Linked DNA regions of Mus musculus: region 1 is linked to region 2. Evidence: chromatin contacts called from public promoter capture Hi-C data. All regions are on one chromosome and are shown on one strand. The core of a region is the stretch at or near the end of the contact, and the rest is flanking DNA. Distances in the headings are between cores, read along the strand shown. Region 1 has its middle 5.8 kb from the start of Hsh2d. Region 2 overlaps Cyp4f18 (cytochrome P450, family 4, subfamily f, polypeptide 18).

Region 1 (2,858 bases), core at 242-2,741, 200 kb before region 2:
CAGAGAAAGGAGCTTCAGTTGAGGAAACGCCTCCATGAGATCCAGCTGTAAGGCATTTTCTCAATTAGGGATCAAGTGGGAAAGGCCCCTTGTGGGTGGGACCATCTCTGGACTGATAGTCTTGGTTCTATAAGAGAGCAGGCTGAGGCAAGCTAGGGGAAGCAAGCCAGTAAGGAACATCCCTCCATGGCCTCTGCATCAGCTCCTGCTTCCTGACCTGCTTGAGTTCCAGTCCTGACTCCTTGGTGATGAACAGCAGTATGGAAGTGTAAGCTGAATAAACCCTTTCCTCCCCAACTGCTTTTTGGTCATGATGTTTGTGCAGGAATAGAAACCCTGACTAAGACAGCATGTTAGTTAGGTGAGCCAAAGTGGGCTTTTTATTGCTGGACTTCATACTTTGAACTTGGTAGTCAGTCTCAGGAGGAAGTAGCCAAATAAGGGAATAGATCTCAGGGGCTAGCTTTATGAACGTAATCTAAAGGGATTTTTAGCAAGACAAAGGTATCTGGACGAAGGGCAAGGGCTGCCAGAACCATGCTCCCCGTGTTGGAGCTGGCCAGAGTCCTTTCAGAAGGAAGGGAATAGTGGTGGCCACCAAGGCAGGGGAGACAGGGATACCTGATGGAAGATAACAGAGTGGCAGGAGTCTGGGGTGGGGGGGGCGACACTCTGAGATCCCTCTCTCTCCACATCAGCTTCTTCTGTTGACATCATAGGGTGAGCTTCAGTGGACAGCCTTTAGGGTAGGTAGCTACAGCGGAGCTGCATCAGCTTGGCCCAGACTCCAGGAGTGGGGCCCCATTTTATCCTTCTTTCTGCATATGACCCTGCTTCTCTTCTTTCTTTTGTTCATCCTTTTGTTCATTTCTCAAACACTGACTGGCACCAGTTCTGTGCAGGTACAACATTAGATGCCAAAGTTGAAGTAGAAGGAATAATGGGGTACCTCTTGTCTGTGAACTTTGAGAGGCTGAGGCAGGAGGGAAGCTATATTTGGGCCAGTCTACGCTGTACCCTATCTCAAAAGGTGAGCATGTGTGTGAGCAGCATCATGGCTCAAGGGATAAAGGCACTCACTGCCAAGCATGATGACCTGAGTTGAGTTTGATCCCCAGGAATCACACACACACACACACAGAGAACAGTCCCCCCCCCCTTTTTTTTAAGTTCAAAAAATAGAGAAGTTCTACTACCTCAACATTGCCACACTGGGCTTGAACTGTGAGCCCAAGAACCCTGGAAGGATATGCAAAACATGATACCACACACTGGTATATTACTCAACCAAAAAAAAAAAAAAAAAAAAAAAAAGGAAGTTCTGTCCCAGGCTACAACTTGTATAAGGTAAAAACTTGCTACTGCAGGGTATGATAGCACTCACCTTTAATGTCAGCATGTGGGAAGCAGAAGTAGGTAGATCTCAGTGAGTTCAAGGCCAGAGTGCTCTACATATCGAGTACAGGGTGGCTGGGGCTACATAATGAGGCCCTGTCTCAACAAAACCATCCATCAGAAGCTGTTGCTCAGCAACATCAGCCAGGAGCAGAAGGGTTTGTGTAACCACACTGGCACACAGCTTGGCAGGCAAATCTACAGACAGATGACAGGCTGCCAGTGGCAACTCACCAAGGGGGACAATGGGAAGTAGTGGCCTGTGCATGAAGACTAGGCGATAAAACATATTGTAATCTTGATGTTGGGGAGGATATTTTAAAAATCTGTGATTGTTAAAAACATGTCTGCTGGGCGTGGTGGCACACACTTTTAATCCCAGCACTTGGGAAGCAGAGGCAGGCGAATTTCTGAGTTCGAGGCCAGCCTGGTCTACAGAGTGAGTTCCAGGACAGCCAGGGCTATATAGAGAAACCCTGTCTCGAAAAACCAAAAAAAAAGAAAAGAAAAAAAAAAAGAAAAAAAAAGTCCAAGGGCTTGAGACAGCTGGTGGTTAGGAACACTGATTGCTCTTGCAGAGTACTAGGATTTGGTAGGGCCCCCACATGGTGGCTCACTTGTAAGTGGCTCTAAGGAACCCAAAATATCTCCTGATCTCCAGGGGCAACAGGCATGAATGTGGTACACAGTCACATATGTAGGGAGAACACATAAAAATAAATTTAAAAAGCCTCTTCCAAATCCATATAGAGCTCACACTAGTCTTTTTCTGTCCTAACTTCCCCAGTACTGGGAACAGCCTAAATAGGTCTCATGACCTGCTCCTTGGTGCCCTTTTTATCTTAGATATTTTCATTATTACTCTATTATATCGAAAAACAAACAAACCCAAACATCTCTCTGCTCAAAGGCTAAAGTAGAAATTTCTGGTTTCTTTGGAAACTATTATATCAGATGATGTTTTGCTGAAGCAGACACGGGTTAAAGGATATTTTGTTTAGACAGAATATAAAAATGACCCCACGGAGAGTGGAGCAAGGCTCTAGCGTGGGTTTGCTTGCTCTGCCTGGCTAGTCTTCACTGACAACGCTCTTGTATGGGTTTGCTGATCTTTGTGTTTCCTAACTCCATAGAGAGTAACTTGTCAAAGAACTTCTCGTGATATTCCGGTGGTTTCCACAGACTCTGGACTGATTGGCAGAGCCTCAGTTTCTTCTTGATAGTACTCCTGGTGCTGATTCCTGTGTGAGTGCTGACTGCCGAGCGACTGCTGGCAAGAACGATTGAAACAGCCCCAAAGAACTATTTCTAAACAGGCCCACAACCCCCATTTCCTATTAACTTTTCACTTCTACAACCTCTGGTAGGTGGTGGCTAGAAGGGAGGTTGAAGTGTTTAAGAACCCTTATTAAAGTAGGTTTTTGAAAAATCTAAGTCAACAAAAGGGGCTATGATTTTCAGCA
Region 2 (2,991 bases), core at 490-2,989:
CTAACCAACTATTAATTAATAATGAATTTTTTTTTTTCAGACAAGAGTACCATTGTGGCTGGACTGGAACTCATAATCCTCCTGTCTCTGTCTTTCCATTGTTGGGAATTCTGTTTCTGTTTTTGTTTTTAAATTACATTAATTAATTAATTAATTAATTAATTAATTAATGTCTCTCTTGGAGATTGAACTCATTTTCAGACTTACTGACAGCTGATTTTCCTCTCTGAACCATTTGGTCAGCCTGTGTTTTTCCAATTCTCATGTACTTCATCCATCTTAGCACTTAAAACAGGGAGGTTTCACTGGGTCACAGAGGAGTTGAAGTTCTCTCATTTTTGATCTGGTTAACTATTCCCCCCCCCCTCAGGGACGACCTGGCCCAGCTGCCATTCCTCACCATGTGCATTAAGGAGAGCCTACGGCTGCATCCTCCCGTCACTGCAATCTCCCGATGCTGCACTCAGGACATTGTGCTCCCAGATGGTCGGGTCATCCCTAAAGGTGCCCGAAACATCAGGGAGGAGGGAAGGTTCTGGGCAGACAGTGGATCCAGGTTGCAGCAGTTCTTCATTGCTTCATTTCCCCCACAGGTGTCATAAGCCGAATAAGTATTTTCGGGACACATCACAATCCAGCTGTGTGGCCAGACCCGGAGGTGCTGTCCCTCTTAATTCTTTGTTATAGGCTGGGATTCTCAAGAGGACGGTCTTTTTGTTTGTTTGTTGGCTAAGGTCTCATGTAGCTCAGGCTGGCTTCAACTTAACCTGTAGCCAAGGATAACCATAAACTTCTGATCCTCCTGCTTCCACCCCCTCAGTGTTGGGATGAGAGGTGTGCAGAACCACGCCTGGTTTATGTGGTGCCTGGGATGGGATCCAGGGCTTTGTGCCTGCTAGGTAATTGCTCTTTCAACTTAGCTACCTCCCCAGCCCCAGTCATGGGTTTTATGAAGCAGGGTGTCAGGTATCCCAGGCTAGCCTGGAAGTCCTTACACAGGAGTTGACCCAGAACCCTTGATCCTCCTGCCTCCTGCTGCTGACAGGTTTGCAGCCATCAGTTTTATGCTGGTGCTGGGATGGAATCCAGGGTTTACGACTACTCCTCATTGCATCCCAGGAGGTAGATAAATCAACTCTGACCTTCCATGCACACTGAGGACTCTGCTCTTGGCTACGCTGGCAATTGGTTCTCACCCGCCATGATTCCATGTCCCCTGCAGGTCTATGACCCCTTCCGCTTTGATGCCGACAACGTCAAGGGCAGGTCACCCCTGGCTTTTATTCCCTTCTCGGCTGGGCCCAGGTGAGGCTAGGACTGAGGGGCAGGGGCCTCGGGCTGACTGTGAGGACGGGGGAGTTGGGGTTTTTTGGAGGTTAGCGTTTCCTCCCTACCTCCCTGCACAGAATTGTGCAAAGGTTTGGGAACCAGGGAGGGGAAGGTGAAGAGTCCTCTGTGCTCAGAATCCCGCCCTGGCCTTTTCGGCTATTGATCAAGGCTTGGCTCTGAGGATGTCTACGTCCTTGCGTGGTCCCAGAAACCTCAGACTCGGGCCAGGTTCTAGTGCTGTGTTGGTCCTGGGTAGGGTCTTGGGCACAGTCAGAGTTCCCACCCCGCCCTCCTGCAGGAACTGCATAGGACAGACTTTCGCCATGAGCGAGATGAAAGTAGCTCTGGCGCTGACTCTGCTGCGCTTCCGCGTTCTGCCGGATGACAAGGAGCCCCGCAGGAAGCCGGAGCTGATCCTGCGCGCAGAAGGCGGGCTGTGGCTGAAAGTGGAGCCGCTCAGCGCAGGCGCGCAGTGATCTCTGAGCTGGCGTGGGACTCTCCTATCCATCCACCCACCTGTGCCTTTCCAGGAATAAAATTTTCTTGTCACCTTGTCTGAGCCTCACCAAACATCCAGGTTACATGCCTCATGTGAGCCACAGGGAGCCATGAAAGGTGTTTGAGTGGTAGAGGGATTTAAGGGACATGAAAATTAATATTGTCATTCAGGAGGCAAGGTACACCTGTGAGCGATAATCTGGATAAATCAACTGAAGTGGAATGATCAGTCCTAATCCTTACTGTAGGTGGCGCCATTACTAGGTTTGGGTTCTGGGTTGAATTAAAAAAAAAAAAAAAAAAAAAAAAGACAAGAAAGCGTGGCTCAGATTAGAGGTGGCTCTTCCCACCTCAAATGTTCTAATCAAGAAAATTGCCTTAGAGATGTGCCAAACAGCTTGGGTTTTAGTTAATTACAGATGTAGTCAAATGAAAACCAAGAATGGCCACCATAGCTAGACTACTAACCCTTCCCAAACATTTCCACCAAATGTGAGAGCAAGGACATGAGCTTAGGGGTCATCCTCATTCAAATCGCCACAGTCCCTTACCTTTTGAGGATGTAGCATTACAGCAACTGGGCATGCGAATTAGTCAGGATTCTCTAAAGCCACAAAACAATGGGATGTCTCTATATATTAAGAGGATTTATTGGAATGACTTACAGTCTGTAGTCCTGAGAGGCCAAATCTTTTAAGTTTAGACTCCATTTTAGAGAACCTGACCTAAGTTTCAACTCAGGTCAACTGACAGGCTGGTACCTAGCATTAGTTTCCAAGCTGCCACCAACAAAACCCGAGCCTAGCTCCAGTCTCTAGGCTGATCCCCACAAGACCAGCGTCTCCAGGTTATTCTCCCAACAAACCTACAACCCCAGGTTACAAGCCCACTCCCTGCTCAATGATCACCAATGCAGAGGGAAGCAGAAATTAGGTTTATAATATAGTTCCCAACACCAGCCAATTGTGTTAAAGGCTACAGCAGCTTTCCAATTAGATGCTTGCACACTCCACCCCCTTGCTGCTTACTATTAAGCCTTGCCCCGATAGATATTCAAGGCTCCTCCACCACCAAAACCTTCCTGAGTGACAATGGTGCATTGGAGGGGCCTGAGCTAGCTCGAATAGAATAAAGACCCTGCTGTGATCGGCTTATGTCTGTGTT

What was found. Capture Hi-C pulls out chosen DNA fragments and counts their contacts.
Region 1: a contact with region 2 is called in a promoter capture Hi-C map of adipose tissue. The contact joins two enhancer-like sites. A contact is called at or near these places in 2 of 484 Hi-C or Micro-C datasets (embryonic stem cells and nephron progenitors) and 4 of 9 other capture datasets (adipose tissue, embryonic stem cells, liver and 1 more).

What each region holds. Positions count from the first base shown.
Region 1 is chr8:72,182,419-72,185,276 of GRCm38.p6, reverse strand. No RefSeq gene overlaps it. Among named protein-coding and RNA genes, the nearest start is that of Hsh2d, 5.8 kb to the left of the region's middle. Within about 2 kb of position 1,491, at least 59 of the 459 cell types and tissues checked have an H3K27ac peak or open chromatin away from gene starts, as enhancers often do. A contact at or near this core is called in adipose tissue and pancreatic islet, where this site is marked.
Region 2 is chr8:71,987,374-71,990,364 of GRCm38.p6, reverse strand. Cyp4f18 (cytochrome P450, family 4, subfamily f, polypeptide 18) reads left to right here. Exons shown (of 13, transcript NM_024444.2): 10 at 371-504; 11 at 594-658; 12 at 1,223-1,305; 13 at 1,628-1,883. The coding sequence ends at 1,805. Among named protein-coding and RNA genes, the nearest start is that of Gm51535, 16 kb to the left of the region's middle. Within about 2 kb of position 1,739, at least 152 of the 459 cell types and tissues checked have an H3K27ac peak or open chromatin away from gene starts, as enhancers often do. A contact at or near this core is called in adipose tissue and pancreatic islet, where this site is marked.